Linked DNA regions of Mus musculus: region 1 is linked to region 2. A link is a contact called in public promoter capture Hi-C data. All regions are on one chromosome and are shown on one strand. Each heading gives the region's core, a stretch centred on a gene start, on an enhancer-like site or on the middle of the called end of the contact. The rest is flanking DNA. Distances are from core to core; before and after follow the strand shown. Region 1 holds the start of Vgll4 (vestigial like family member 4). Region 2 holds the start of Tmcc1 (transmembrane and coiled coil domains 1).

Region 1 (3,215 bases), core at 89-2,588, 1.3 Mb before region 2:
GGCCAGTGCCACAACTCAGCCCCATTACCCTGGTCTCAAATCGCACGTAGGTAAGATTCCAAAAGATGGGATTGGGGTTTTCTCCAGAGAAGCTTAACTTACTACAGGGAGTGCCCAGGGGAAGGGGAGGTGATGGGCAAATCTAGGGGTGGGGGTATTTTCCACTTTCTTCAGCCTTCCGGCTGCTTATGGTGTAATTGCCAGGGACTGGGGTTGGAGGGAGCCTGTCTCACTGTCAGCTCTCTGCACAGGAAATGGGGCGGCAGACAAAGAGCCCGGCCTGGGCTCCCTGACACCAGGCCCTGCCAGTCCCACAAACCTCACAGGAAAAAAACCCCTTGATGCCTGAGACAATGGCTCAGGAAAACAACAACTTACTGTGGCTTTCTGCTGTTGTTCCTCTACCACATGAAATTCAGAGCAAGGGTCCACACCGAACACTGTACACGGTGATACGTTTAAAAATAAGTCCCAAGGCCCCTCCCCTCTACTCCAGCACCCACATGTTTAACTTCTCCTTACTTCTGTAAATTCCTACTTATGCATAAAATGCCAACAAAATCAAAAGAGAAAAATCACTTATAATGTAACGATCTTGTCAGACCTTGCTAGTACATCACAAGTAAACTTTTAACAGCGTGTCTCCTCCAGCCCTCCCCGGCTGCCACCCTCCTGCCGGGCAAAAGCGAACTGTCCTGAAATGGTACACAACTCTCTTTCCACTCGCTCCACCATCACAAGAAAGACAAGAAAATGTTCATAAGCCAGTCAAAGCCCCCCTCCAAAGGAGGAGTGGCCATCACAAAAGCAAAGAGTACATTCTAGAACATCTACCTTCATAGCACAGAACGCCGATATTGTTGTTCATCTTGTCCAAGTATTGGTAGTTCAACAGGTCCATCTTCATAAACAGCATTTATCTGTCCGGCTAGCAAAGAAAAACAGTTCTTTGCTTTCACCCCCAAAGAGAAAGTTTCAAAATTCAGTCTTAGCTGAGTAGCTCCAGGCTCTCCTAAAACTTCAGGAAGACAGAGGCCCAGCCTCAGGAGATCAAAACAAAGTATGTAAAAGGTTTTTAAAAATCATACACACACACACACACACACAAAAATCAGACTCAAACAAAACCCGTCAAGGGCTTGTGGAAGGTGTCTGATTGTGTCTTCTATTCGGCTTTAAAAAATCATTTCAGAAGACTTCTCGAGCCCGTCTTGGGGGTTTAAAAAGAAAGCAGTAAAAAAGAAAAACACAAAGCACATTTCTCAGGACAAAGGCACTCTCCCTCACAGCCCGCTGCAAGCTGACTGCACTGACATGCGGGCTATGCTTGGTATGACTCGTATGTAAACCAGCTTCCTCTGCTTTTGGGAGGGGGTAGAGGGCTGCTGTGAGCATGCTCACTGGAGCCTCGGCTCAGGCTCCAGGCGCTGCAGAATTAGCAGGAAGCAGAAAGAGGCGGGGGCAGTGAGGCACAGGGGGTGAGGAGAGCCTTTCCTCCCCGGAGCCAGAGGCCGGCAGAGGCAGAGGCCGAGGAAGTAAACCCCAGCAAGTTTGTGGGTGTTTTGTTTGTGGGGGAGGCTAAGCACAAAGTTTAAAAAAGAAAATCTGCTGTGGAAGCAAAGTACAGGGAATTTAACTTTCCGTGACTTCGTTGCAAGGGCTGGGAATCCAGGGCTTCCACAGGGGTGTGCTCTGTTTGGTACAAGGTTTCTTTGTTTCTTTGTAAGATGGGTTTATTAAGTCCAGGGACACAGCGAGTGTTTACATTTTCTTTTTTTTTTTTTTTTTTTTTTTTTTTTAAAGATTTTATTTATTTATTTATTATATGTAAGTACATTGTAGCTGTCTTCAGGTCTCATTATGGGTGGTTGTGAGCCACCATGTGGTTGCTGGGATTTGAACTCAGGACCTCTGGAAGAACAATCAGTGCTCTTAACCGCTGAGCCATCTCTCCAGCCCGAGTGTTTACATTTTCAAAGTCAATGTTACATGTAACTTCCTTCCTAAACTCTGTAGCTGTACAGATGGACAGGACACCAGAGGCAAATCCGTCCTCAGAAGAGTAAACAGATCTGGGGACAAGTGAGTGGCCTACAGGTCTCTCTCTCCCTCTCTCCCTCCCTCTCTCTCTCTCTCTCTCTCTCTCTCTCTCTCTCTCTCTCTCTGTGTCTGTCTGTCTCTCTCTCTCGCTCTCTCTCTGTCTCTCTGTCTCTCTGTCTCTGTCTCTCTCTCTCTCTCTCTCTCTCTCTCACACACACACACACACACAAACACACACACACACACACACAAACGGGGGAGTGGGGAGCTGGCTGGAGAGGTGGTTCCGAGCACTGGCCACTTTTGCAGAACACTTGAGTTCAGTACCCAGCACTCATAAGCACCTGTAACTCTATTTCCATGGAACCTGACTCCCTCTTCTGGCCTCCATGGGTACCGCATGCAATGACACACAGACATTGGAAAAAAAAAATGTACAAAAAAAAAAAAATACTTTTTAAAAATCTGTTTTCCAAACTCATCTGGGAGGTTGTGACCAATCATGGAAACTTTAAAAATGTTCCAAGTTCAAATCCAGAGCAGTGCTGAGCTTCATCAGCATCATGGAAGAAAGGAAAAGACCTGCTCTAAGTGACTCTGCTGCAGCCTGGCAGAGTGGCACCAGCCTGTAATTCTAGCAGTCGGAATCCGAGGGAGAGGAACTGCCACAAGTTCCAAGACCTCTCTGGGCTACTGTCAGCTCTGTCACACCTTCCCAAGACTTCATTACAGTCACTTATTTTAAGATTGAAGCAATCCCCTACAGATGGAGGGGTACACACAAAACGCTTAGCAACTTCTCCTCCATGACTCAACATCAAATATGATGGTTTGTAGGCAAGGGGACACCAAGCTCAATCCCAGGGACCTATGTGGTAAACGGAAAGAACAAACTCCCCCCAAAGTCAGACGCAGACATGCTCAGCTTCCGTGTCCCCCCCCCCCCCAAAGATGGGGTCTCACTTTAAAGCCCTGGCTGTCCTGGAACTCACTATGTAGATGTGACTGACCTCAGACTCACAGAGATCCGCCTGCCTCTGCCCATCCAGTGCAGGGATTAAAGCTGTGTGCCACCATGCCTGCTCAGACACGCTCAGCTTTAAATGGCTGGCTGTTTTCATATTTCTCCACAATGCTCATCAACCCACGAGGGGTGTTTTCCTGATGCAATGAAG
Region 2 (3,329 bases), core at 204-2,703:
GCAGCTTTTTAATCTTTCTCTACTAGCCAGAGAGTGGGTGTGTAAGTTCAAAAAACACAACCAATTCTGTTGGTGGAGGGCAAGGTACTGTTGATCTAAAATCCCACCTCTAAGTATCTCTGTTACGAGACACTGATAAAACTACCACCCACTCACAATTTCAGTCTCAATCTGTAAATGAAAGTTGGGGGGTAAGACCCCAGGTCCTGGAGGATTTTATATCTTACCATTTCTATTAAGGTTTTCCTCCAAGCTTTGTGACAATTTCTTTATGCAAATTCTATACACTCAAAGACAAAGGTTTAGTTTAATTTCTAAAATTTAAGATACAGGACAGGGAGAGGAACAAATCAAACTTGTGCTATATTCTAAAGTTGTTACCTGCTTTTTCAATCTTGGGGTTTTTACTGTGTTTGTTTTCTTTCTATTTTTCTTTTTTCCTTAAAAGAAAAGCCAATTTAGGAATTCCAGGGACGCATGTGCACATGGATCTTTTGACAACTATGTCAGGCTATGACAACAACCATTTTAGAAGGGGTGCATGGTAGTCGTTTTTTTTTTTTTTCCAATAAAACCTAAGCCTGGACATTGGTTATGATCTATGAAGACTAAGGTAAAACGTGACACCAGAGCACAGAGAGATATTCTCCAAGAGCTCAAGTGGGCTACCTCCAGAAGCCCCAGCAGCAGATCCAGTAGGGGAACCTCCATCAACGCTGTCCAGGGATGGAGTGGGACAGACACTGAATCACTGGACCAACACCGTCCACACTTTGGCTGAGGCTGAAATCTCAGGTTTTGTAGCGAAATGCATCTCACTGCGGGCCCCCTGCTCTCCACAAAAAGGGTTAATAAAGGGCATCCTAACCACCTAGACTCCCATCTCACCTATTCTTCGCAGGACAGCGGGTTTCCTCCTCCAAGTTAAACCACGAGTTCAAAATCAAAACAAAAGGTGCAAGACTGGTTTCAGGTGGCAAGGGCTGACTTTCGGTGGCCAACTTATGGGTACCGCAGGGCCGGACGAGGGAGGACTCTCAGACCTCGGCTAGCCAGGAGGCCTTGGGCCTGGGCGCGAGTCCTCACACGCCCCTCGCTCAGCTCTGCCCAAAGGAGAGCGGGGGAGAGTGCCCGAGCGGGGGCGGGGGCGGGGGTTGTCCCAATGACAGGCAGAAGGCCCGGAGACGCGGGGTCCGGCCGGAGGCCCGGGGCTTCGGCGCCGCCAGAGCGACCAGAGGTCCGATCCGCGCCAGGCCTCGAGGAGGCCCCGCGACCGCGACGGGCCGCGCTAAAGAGATCGCCCGTCCCCACCCACGGCCTGGGCCAGTCCTACTCACCGGTGGAGAGACGACGGACAGCCGGCGTCTCCGCCAGCGCCGCGGCTCGGTCTCCAGCGCCGGCTCCTGCAGCTGCCGCCGCCGCGCCCGGTCCATCCCCACCCCGACCACCCCCCCCTCCCGGCCCGCCCCCCGCGCCGCCTCAGCCGCTGCCGCCGCCGCCTCCGCCGCCGCTGCCACGGCCCCGGCGCGCGAGCGCGAACCAGCGCGAGGGAACGACAGCTAGAACGAGAACGCGCACCCCGTCGCCACAGCCGCCCACAACCTCCGCCTCCCGCCGACAGCGCATGCGCAAGGCGGTGCCGAGCGGGACCGCGCACGCCGTGGGGGCGTGACCCGACCCAGAGGTGTAGCCACGCCTCAGGCCCACCCCCCCACGCGGGCGCAGGTCAAGTAAGCGGAGGCGCTGCAGGTGGTGCGGCATCCTCCGCCAGAGTTTTTCCTGACCGTTCCTGCAGTTCAGACGCTGAAGCATTTCAGCATCTCGGCTCTTCGACTCCTCGGCTTGTCGTTCTTTAGCCTCTCAACCCCTCGGACCGTGGGCTCTTCAGCTTCTCGGCTCTTCCACCTCTGGACCCCACGTATCCTCAGCCCCTTTCTCTGCTTTTCGGGTGCCCTCAGAGCCTCAGTAACTCAGGCCAGCTGTCCTGCTAAACAGGCTAAAGCTAATTTCTGGGACCCACTCCTCCGAGTCGCACAATTCTCTCTACCTTGACTCCCAGGGCCTTCCAACTAGGGACTGGCTTTAGGTCAATGACAAAACCCCTAGTAGCTCATCTCTTTAATTATCGGGATGTCTCTAACTCAGTCGTCCGTCACTAAGATGGCAAAGCTTCTTCCGGTATTGGAGGATCTGTGAGTGGAAAACGGTAATAAACAGAGTCCATTGGCTCGTGAAGTTTGAAAGCTGATGGAGACCAAATGGGCGAAATGTAGTTGGGGATGATGGAGCTACAGTCCAATTTAACAATCCTTAAGTTGCAAAGAGTGCACTGGGGTGAGGACACGGCCTGGCCAGAAGGGGAGCTAAGGGGCTACTGGTCAGGGTGCTGCAGTCAGGACCTAGACTGCACGTGAAAAGAGGTAGATAAAAAAGGTTTGGGACTTCTGAGAGTTTCAGGAAGCCTTTGAGCTTTTCTTCAGCCGTGGTTGCAGGGCTAGGAACTTGATTATTATGTCTGATTTTAAATTATTATGCAGCCATGTGAAAAGTGGCCTGGGTGAGGGAGGTCATTCAGGAAGCAACTGGCAAGATGGTGAAAGCAAGGACGCAGTGTGCTCATAGAGAAAAACATTGGGAGTAAAATGGATATACATTTTGATAAATTAAAGGAAAGGTGAAGGAGAAGGAGGTGGCAGGGTTGACTCAGATTGGAGGGTGGTGAGGATGAGCTTGCACATGTAAGGGGCAGCATGAATAAAGCCACCAAGGAAAATGATCAGAAAATGAAGGCTAAGCATGTATGCCATTGTAAAAAATAATAATAATAAGCTGATTTTAAAAAATGGGTGATAAACCTAAAGATAAGACTGAAAAGAAAGAAGAAAATACAGAAAAGTCTTTGTATCCCTGAGTTAGGCAAAGATTTATTTTAAAGTCATGAACCATGACATTATTTGATAAGTTAAATTTTATCAAAATTCATGTTGTTTATAAACATTTGAGTAATTAAAAAAGCAAATTACTGATGATAAATGAACTCAGAAGTAGAGTATATCCAATGAAAGTCTTGTCTAGTCTAGGAGATGTAAGGCCTTTTCTTTCAGGGCTGAGGATTGAACTGGCCTGCTAAGTAAGTGCTAAACTACACAGTTACCTCCTCTGCCCGAAATAATAGGACAAACAACCCAATAAAACAGTAGGCAAAAAGCTTTGGTAAGTATTTCACAAGATGTAAAAATGGCCATTAACCAACAAAAGGTAACATTTTACTCATCTAGGGATTTGCAGATTCAAACTACAGTATCCACACTGTCATTTGAGTAGCTAAA

Evidence for each region. Promoter capture Hi-C pulls out the DNA fragments that hold promoters and counts their contacts.
Region 1: a promoter capture Hi-C map of pre-B cells shows a contact between it and region 2, with 2.8 times the contacts expected there. The contact joins the promoter of Vgll4 here to the promoter of Tmcc1 in region 2.

The regions. Positions count from the first base shown.
Region 1 is chr6:114,920,483-114,923,697 of GRCm38.p6, forward strand. Vgll4 (vestigial like family member 4) reads right to left here and starts at 1,339. Exons shown (of 5, transcript NM_177683.3): 1 at 835-1,339. The coding sequence starts at 916.
Region 2 is chr6:116,191,921-116,195,249 of GRCm38.p6, forward strand. Tmcc1 (transmembrane and coiled coil domains 1) reads right to left here and starts at 1,454. Exons shown (of 6, transcript NM_177412.1): 1 at 1,338-1,454.